3 separate regions of the Sus scrofa genome follow, and regions 1 and 3 are each linked to region 2. The links are chromatin contacts, called in public targeted proximity ligation maps. All regions are on one chromosome and are shown on one strand. The core of a region is the stretch at or near the end of the contact, and the rest is flanking DNA. Distances in the headings are between cores, read along the strand shown. Region 1 holds the start of DCAF6 (DDB1- and CUL4-associated factor 6). Region 2 overlaps DCAF6 (DDB1- and CUL4-associated factor 6). Region 3 overlaps MPC2 (mitochondrial pyruvate carrier 2).

Region 1 (2,700 bases), core at 98-2,597, 160 kb before region 2:
TGACTCAGAAACCCGGGTAACACATCTGCAGGCCTGTCAGCTGGAGTTTGAGGAAGTACGACCTTTACTCTAAATCCGCCGGTGCGGTACGACAGCTCTTCTCCGCGTGGGTCAATATACCACTACTCTTGGAGGAAAAGAGGAAATGAGGTTTCCTAATGGCCCAAGACCCTTTCCTGGCCGCAGAAACGGAGAAGGATGAAACCCAGAGGCCTGGTCCGGGTGTGAATGGTGCCTAAGGGATGAGGTGCAACCAAGGTCGCAAAGGGCGCTTGCTTGAAAACTAGGAGTTGATGAAAGATGCTGGAAAAGAAAACGTGAAATGCAAGAAAGAGTACACGGTTTCACTTAAAGGGAAGGGGATGGGGCTGTGGGTGACGCCTCCAGCGGCAGAGTTGTCAGCGGGCCTCTAAACGTCTCTTAGAGGGACGGGGAGGGAAGGACTCGGTGAGAGCCACTCTGGGTTCATTACCTGCTGGGTGGTTGTACAACGGCCTCAATTTTTCAGGCAGTAGGAGCTCCACTTTATCGAGAACCCGGTGGTAGGTGGCTCGCAGGCCCCGGGCGCCGGCGGCTGACATTTCTGCGGACGAGTGATCGTGGGCAGTCGGAGTGAGGGGAGAGTGGCCGCGTGCTCGTCCCTGGCTGACAATGAAGGGCACCTCGTCACTCTCCCCTGCCTCAACGCCTCTCGCCCTCCTCTTCCTCCGGGTGCCCTTCCCGTAGCTCTGCCTGACCTCTTTCCAACTACCCGCGGGCCCGCACCCAGAGAAGGTGGACGGGGCGGAGACACTGCGATGGCCCGCCCCCAGCCCGCCTACTGGCCTCCCACCGCCTAAGAGGAGGAGGGGTCATGGAAACAGGTGGCAAAAGGATTGCCTCACCGAATCAACCTCGCGTCCTACCTGTAGTGCGCTTGCGCAACTAGAACTGTCCGCGGTGATTGGCCAGCCCCGAGGCGCGGGCGGGGTCCAGAGCAAACCTCCAATTTCTCCTTGCTGCCCTGGAGGCCATGTTGGAGAAGGGAAAGTGAAGCTGCACCGCTTCTGATCCCCTTTCACTTTGGTTAAGGAGGCCCCTAGTTAAAATGGGCTTTTCGGGCCTTCCCGTGCCCCGACTAAAGATGACGCCGCACAATTCTCTTGCTTCCTTTGGAATGAGACTCGTGAGCGAAAAACTTCTGATTTCAACTCCTTCTCCCTCTAGTCCTCATTTATCCAAAAAGCATAAAGGATTTGGCTAGAGTGGTCTGAACCCATTTTTCTAGGGTAAGGGCAGCGTTGGCGCACACCTGCCTCAGTCCCCAAGGTGGTCGTTATCTCGCGAGAAGGCTTGGAAGGGAGGGTGTAGAGAACGAGGAGAGGGAGGAGTCGAGGCCGCTTCCGCCTCCTCGGTCTCCTCCTGTTGGAGGGGGGCCGAGGGAGGGGACTGTTGCTGATCTCTGGATGTTCTGGGTAGTCTGAGAGGGAGAGTATGAGGCGAGCTCTGGCCCGGGTGCGGCCAGGCTTCGGGGGCGAAGGCGCGCGGGTCGATCCTGCCGCCGCCATCTAACTCGCTGCGCCCGCGAGGCTCGGCGCGCGGATGGTGCCGGTGCGGCTGGGGTGTTGAGCCGCGTGTCCCCTCCCCTTCCTCCCCTCCCCCACGCGGTGGTCTCCCCTCCTCCCCCGGCCCGGCAGAGCCATGTCTCGGGGTGGTTCCTGCCCACACCTGTTGTGGGACGTGAGGAAAAGGTCTCTCGGGCTGGAGGACCCCTCCCGGCTGCGGAGCCGCTACCTGGGTGAGCAGGGGCCCCGGGGCGGAGGCGCTGAGGTCGCCGCCCAGAGGTGGGGGAGGGGGCCGCGCCGCGGGGGCTGTTGGAGGTGGGATAGCGCCTGGTAGGGGTCCCCCGGAGACTCAGGGATGCTGGGTGGACCTCGGCCGTCGGATTCTGCGCCCGTGTCCTCCCACGGCCAAGCCTCCCCTTTGCATGCTGCCAGCCGCCGCCCTTGCTGGGTTTTCCTCGGGGGGTCGGACCGGGGGCAGACAGTAGTGGCTAAGGTTGGTGTTAGGGTGGCTTCTGGAGTGGGACTCGGGAGAAGACTTGTCGAACCTCCCGGTGCTGCAGCGTTTAGAGCAAAAGTTGGCGCTTTAGCTCTTCTCCAGCGCTGTCCTCGCTCCGCCGAAGGACCTAAGTTTGTGTTGACCGCCGCTCCCCTACAGTCTCGGGAGGGCTTAGGTGTCGCCAGTGATGCGTTGACCACCCTCGGGGACTTTACGCTCCAAACAGACTCTATGTAAACTGTCCTGCGGCTCCGAGCCAAACCTAAAAGTGATAGCTGAGCTCTCCCCACCCCCGCGCGCATTCCCAGTTGGACTCTGGTGTTCAGTCGTTTTGACCGCTTTAAGGAGGTGTAGGATTTCACGTTCCCATTCCCCCCCTGTGAAACACACTTGGCATTTACTGTTTCTTAGTTAAGCTTTCTAAAAACAACCTTGATACTTGAGGGAACAGTATTACACTTTTTTTTCGTTTTGGGGAAAGTGGATTTGTGAGGATTCTGGGTCACGCCTGAGCTAAAAGTGGACGGATTTAGTAATTTATTTTATTTCTTCCTCTGCAAATCTTTTCATTACTCTTTTAATTTTTCTTTGAATTTGAAAATGACAGCATTAATTTTTTTCCAATTCTGTCGCTTTTTGCTAGGTATTTTTTGATGTTAT
Region 2 (2,700 bases), core at 151-2,650:
TCCTTAAATAGCCCTTTATTGATCAGAAAGTCTTCCACTGTGTCGAGATTCCATAGATCTGTGAAGGTCTGTTATAATCTTTTGTGTTCATTTGTCTTACAAATATGTATTGAATACTTTTTATATAATAACAGTTAAAATTTGAAGTTACCTTGTGGCACATCAGGTTAAGGATCTGGCATTGTCACTGCAGCAGCTCAGGTCGCTGCTGTGGCACAGGTTCGGTTCCTGGCCTGGGAATTTCCACATGCTGCAGGTGAGACCCAAAATAATAACTACAATTTATGTAATTCAGGTTACAGGTCATACGCACATACATAGCTCATTAGTTTGACATCAAAATGGAATCAGCATAGCGAGGATTTATCTGTTAATTCACATGGATAATTAAACATCCAGTCCATTCTGTACAAAGGTGTCACTGACCTAGAATCAGTGCAAGTGTTTAAGCTTCTGTAGATAATAAATAAAATCTCAGGATTCAGTCTTCTCTTGGTATTGATAGTGGGATTGAACATCCCCTAGGTCTAATCTTTTTTCCCCCAGGTTACCTTGGAGGAATGTTTCTGTAGCAGAAAGGTTTCCATCTTAGTGGTGGTAGAGATTTGATACTGTTGCCTTTTTTACATAAGCTAATGTAATGTATATTTTCTTAGTAAAACTTATATTCATTTATCTGGTAACTGTTTGCTTATTTATTTTGCTTTTGAGTGTAGTACCCACGGCACACGGAAGTTCCCAGGGGAATCAAAGCTATAGCTGCTGGCCTATACCACAGCTTACAGCAACGCCAGATCCCCAACCCACTGAGTGAGATCAGGGATCTAACCTACATCTTCATGGGCACTAGTCAGATTTATTTCCGCTGAGCCGCAACAGCAACTCCCTATTGGTAAACTTTCACTGACCATCTTGTAATAGGTTCTGAGGCAATAAAGATAAAAAGAGATAACTCCTAGGCGTTCCCACTGTGGTGCAATGGGTCAAAAGATCTGGTGTTGCTGTAGCTGTGGTTGGGATTCAGTTCCTGGCCTGGGAATTTACATTGCTGTGGGTGCAACCATAAAAGAAGAAAAAAAAAACCCAAAAAAACTCCTCTCCCAAGAGCTCAGACTAGGCTGCAAGAAGATTTGCAGTCTAACCATTATAGCAATTAGAATCATCTTTGTACAGGTAAAATATTCTGGAATGTGAATGAAGGAGTTAGTTTATAATTCTGCCAGTTGGGTGCTGTAAAAATTCTAGGAAGAGTTTCACAGAGGGGGATAACGGTTGTATGGCGATGAGTAAGCAGAACCTTTATAGCCGAAGAACTGGGTGAAAGTGTCCCAAGCAGAGGAACAGCAAGTGTAAATCAGGAAACTCGAGAGGACATGCTGTGCCCGCCTGCCAGGTTGTAATTATACGCGCACTTGAGTGTTCAGTCTAGATAAGCTCCTTGAGGTCAGAGACTGTGACTATTTTGGTCACCATTGTCTCCTGGAACACAGCAGATGTTTAAGAAATATTTTTATAAACAGAAATACACAGACCCTCATGAATGGTCCCCAGGTTCTCTCACACAGCTTCCCTCAAACTCCCCTTGGTGACAACTGATACACCTCCTTGGGCTCCTAGGTGCCAAGGAACAGTGTGAAAACCACTGCTGTAGATCTTTAGGGTTTGGCTTTTTTTTTTAAATAATTTTCATATCTTTTAAGTTATGAATACTCAAAGTTAATAATGCTGTGTTTCCTTTAGTCTTTTGTCTCTAGAGGCCAAAAAAAAAAAAATAACTTACCTACACACAGCTGTGAATTGACTTTTACATGATGCTGTGTGGAATTACATAAATTCTAGTTAATTTTAAGTAAAAGGCACTGAAAATTATTTAATTGTAATATTAAAGGTGTTTCTTTCTGTCTCATATCTGTGTTTTCCAGACCGACTGGAGGGTGACAGATCGGAAGGCTCTGGTCAGGAGAATGAAAATGAGGATGAGGAATAATCAACTCTTATTGGCAAGCACTTAGATGTTCTGAAATTTGTATAAGACATTTATTATATTTTTTCCTTTACAGAGCTTTAGTGCAATTTTAAAGGTTATGGGTTTTTTTGGAGTTTTTCCCTTTTGGGGGGATAACCTAACATTGATTTGAAATGATTGTGTGCATGAATTTGGGAGCGTGTGTAATACAAAACTAGCAAAATGTTTTAAAAACTTTTTGCCGTGTATGAGGAGTGCTAGAAAATGCAAAGTGCAATATTTTCCCTAACCTTCAGATGTGGGAGCTTGGATCAATGTTGAAGAGTAATTTTCATTATAGTGAAAATGTTGGTTCAAATAAATTTCTACACTTGCCATTTGCATGTTTGTTGCTTTCTAATTAAAGAATTTGGTTGTTTTAAGATATCCTGAATTTGTCTTTTTGTTTAAATGCTTTGCTACCTTGAACCACATTTTCTAAATCTTTCCTTGTAAAAAGATTGTCTTTCTCTATTCTTTTCTAGATTTAATAACCTTTTCTGTTTTGACTTCTGTGTGACCGAATCACATAGAGGAGCTTTGTTTTCATTTCTCCTTCTAAAGCACTTTACCTCCACCTCTGGTCATCGTCTCTCATGATTAGTGGTCCCTCATTCCCCATGTATAGGAGTTAGACTTCGAGCAATCCCACAGCATCATGGACATTCACATACCACATTAGCACAAGCTAGTTC
Region 3 (2,700 bases), core at 130-2,629, 170 kb before region 2:
GGCTAGGGGTCCAATCAGAGCTGTAGCCACCGGCCTACGCCAGAGCCACAGCAACGCAGGATCCGAGCCGCGTCTGCAACCTACACCACAGCTCACGGCAACGCCGGATCGTTAACCCACTGAGCAAGGGCAGGGACCGAACCCGCAACCTTATGGTTCCTAGTCGGATTCGTTAACCACTGCGCCACGACGGGGGAACTCCGGTAGCTTATATCTTTAGAGAAGCAGAGATAAAGGGATATTGGTCTCTGTACCGTTTCCTGCCATTACTAGCCTCAGGGACAGAAAGTCTATGTTTCTTTTCTTCTCTATTATGAACTTTATTCAGAAAATAGGACTGTGGAGTCAGAATGCTTGAAGTATACCACAGGATTATGTAAAATACTCCCTAAAATAGGAAGAAAGCACCTATTATAGAAAGATTCACGGTGAATATTTTAAAGAGGGTCATGTATGTCTTTAAGAAACTCAGCTTAAAATTCTTTTTATTAGAGTTGATTTACAATGTTCTGATAATTTCTGCTGTACAGCAAAGTGACCCAGTTATACATATACATAATTCTTTTTCTCACATCATCTTTGATCATGTTCCATCACAAGTGACTAGATATAGTTCCCTGTGCTATACAGTAGGACCTCATTGCTTATCTAAGAGCCTCAGCTTTGAAGTCAAATTAGATCTGAAGGTTCAAATCCTGACTGTCACAACAGTTCTAGTTCTTTGAGCGTCAGTATCCTTTACATCTCCCTTTTTTTTTTTTTTCCTGGTAAAAATTAACTATGAGATAATGTTTTAACCCGATACAGACTGTTTGACATCTAGTAGATTCAAGTTAGTTCACTCTGTTTCCATCGGTTAAAAAATGGTTTTCAAATGTGTGTGATTCTTTTTGGCATCTGGTTATCTCCACTGGGTGGAGTAAATACTCATCAGATAGTATAAAACATTTTTTCCTTCCTTCCTTCCAATATTTTCTCCTTTAGGAAAAAAAAAAGTCATATGACACTTGTAGAGGAATGTTATAAAAATGAAACACCACTATGGAACATTCCAATTCCAAAATGCTTAGAGATAGCAAAGCCCTCAAGATTTTAAACTGTGAATTAGTGTATAAAAGTACTTCCAGCTGGAAAAACAAGTAGATAGATATTAAAAATCTGCACAGATAATCTTGAAATAGTCTGACTTATCCCTAAGGAGAGGAGAAAACAGAAAAATTAGCTATACCAAATGGAATATTGTTCCAGAGTTAAACATGACCCAGTCTGTGTAAAAAGACTATGAACAAAAAGAAAAGCTGTTAACTGACCTTCACATAAAAGCTTCCCCAGGTAGCCAATGAGCTCCGTTCCTTCTGTAAACAAGCTAACAGATGCCAGGGGCTGAATACCCAAGGCTAGCAGGCTATTTATTCCGTACTGCACTCATGCATTTTTGCTCTCACTAGTTTTTGTCAGGTCACTGTGTTTGTCCTCAAACATGTTTATACCAGTTTTACTTGTTACTGAGATCTACCTAATTTAATGAACTACTATGTAAACAGGTAAAATACAAAATGAGGGTTGTTATTTCTATGAAAACTAAAGTTTTGGAAAGACTAAATAAAGGCAAGTTTTTAAAACTTGCTGTCAAATTTGGGGTGAACAAGACGTAACTATTATGAAGGGTCTATGAACTTGCTCCGCTTTAATGAAAACTAAACTGAAATTATGTAAGATGTACTATGGTATAATTCATCCAAGATAGAAGATGTAGAACTCAAAATCTGTGTATCTATACATAAAATCTTTGGCCCTATAGTAAATGATTGACAAATGAATATAATTTATATCCTTTAAGTTAAAATATTTAAGGGTATGTAGTATTGATTTTTAGGATTATTTACTTGGACCTTTATGATGAATTATTTGGTTTTAACTAAAGTGGCTAAGAAGGATTTGACCACAGTCAAATGTCTAAAGAAGTATAGTCTAATAAAGTTTAATGTAGAACTTGTGTGGCTTGTAGCAGCAACTGTCATGTATCATGTATAGGCTACTATAGATTAATTACTATCAAATGCTCTGGGAAAGGAAAGCATAAGGTAAATATCAACAAGTCTCCCCACCAGAGAGCAAGACACAGAAGTTTCTATTGCTGTGCTGTCATCAGGATATTATGTATGATGTCAACATGAACTTAAAATAGATGTTTTTTAAAGGAGACAGTCAAGAAAGCACTTATGGGTATATAATACTGTCAGTGTTTTAAAACGCTGATAGACCAGATCAAAGAAAACACCAAAGCTATTGGTAAATTCAGTGCTTCTAAATAGTAGTCTCCTGACCACCAAATATACTGTAAATACATTAAATCATTCTTACTTTTCAAATAATGGTCCTAAAAACAATATTTCTGCAATTAATTCCACTTTATAGATATATAATTTTAAGTGTGGTAGGGAGAGAAGAAGAAAATAGGAATATACCTTTAAGAATACTTTTTTTTCCCCTTAAAATAGCACACTATTTTTAAATGCTGAGAGTGTGAGCACAATCATTAAAGATGATATATTGATTTTAAACTGCTGGCACCTTTTCTCAACATATAAATCTAAAAAGAGAACTGCTCTCTAGTTCTCTCTAAAATACAGCTCCCATCCACTAATTTAATCTTGTCATTTTATAGATGAGACAAAAGGGCAGAGATTGAATTTGCCT

Evidence for each region.
Region 1: a targeted proximity ligation map of skeletal muscle shows a contact between it and region 2. A contact is called at or near these places in 6 of 47 Hi-C or Micro-C datasets (embryonic fibroblasts, epiblast stem cells, fetal heart ventricle and 3 more) and 2 of 2 datasets of targeted methods (alveolar macrophages and skeletal muscle).
Region 3: a targeted proximity ligation map of skeletal muscle shows a contact between it and region 2. A contact is called at or near these places in 6 of 47 Hi-C or Micro-C datasets (embryonic fibroblasts, fetal skeletal muscle, skeletal muscle and 1 more) and 2 of 2 datasets of targeted methods (alveolar macrophages and skeletal muscle).

The regions. Positions count from the first base shown.
Region 1 is chr4:83,068,365-83,071,064 of Sscrofa11.1, reverse strand. DCAF6 (DDB1- and CUL4-associated factor 6) reads left to right here and starts at 1,347. Exons shown (of 19, transcript XM_021089469.1): 1 at 1,347-1,777. The coding sequence starts at 1,681. MPC2 (mitochondrial pyruvate carrier 2) reads right to left here and starts at 1,151. Exons shown (of 6, transcript XM_003355070.4): 1 at 906-1,151; 2 at 473-583. The coding sequence starts at 581. MIR9810 (microRNA 9810) reads right to left here and starts at 702; the gene lies at 608-702.
Region 2 is chr4:82,911,266-82,913,965 of Sscrofa11.1, reverse strand. DCAF6 (DDB1- and CUL4-associated factor 6) reads left to right here. Exons shown (of 19, transcript XM_021089469.1): 19 at 1,923-2,390. The coding sequence ends at 1,987. Among named protein-coding and RNA genes, the nearest start is that of GPR161, 68 kb to the right of the region's middle.
Region 3 is chr4:83,084,755-83,087,454 of Sscrofa11.1, reverse strand. The region is part of intron 3 of MPC2 (mitochondrial pyruvate carrier 2); the gene reads right to left. Among named protein-coding and RNA genes, the nearest start is that of MIR9810, 16 kb to the right of the region's middle.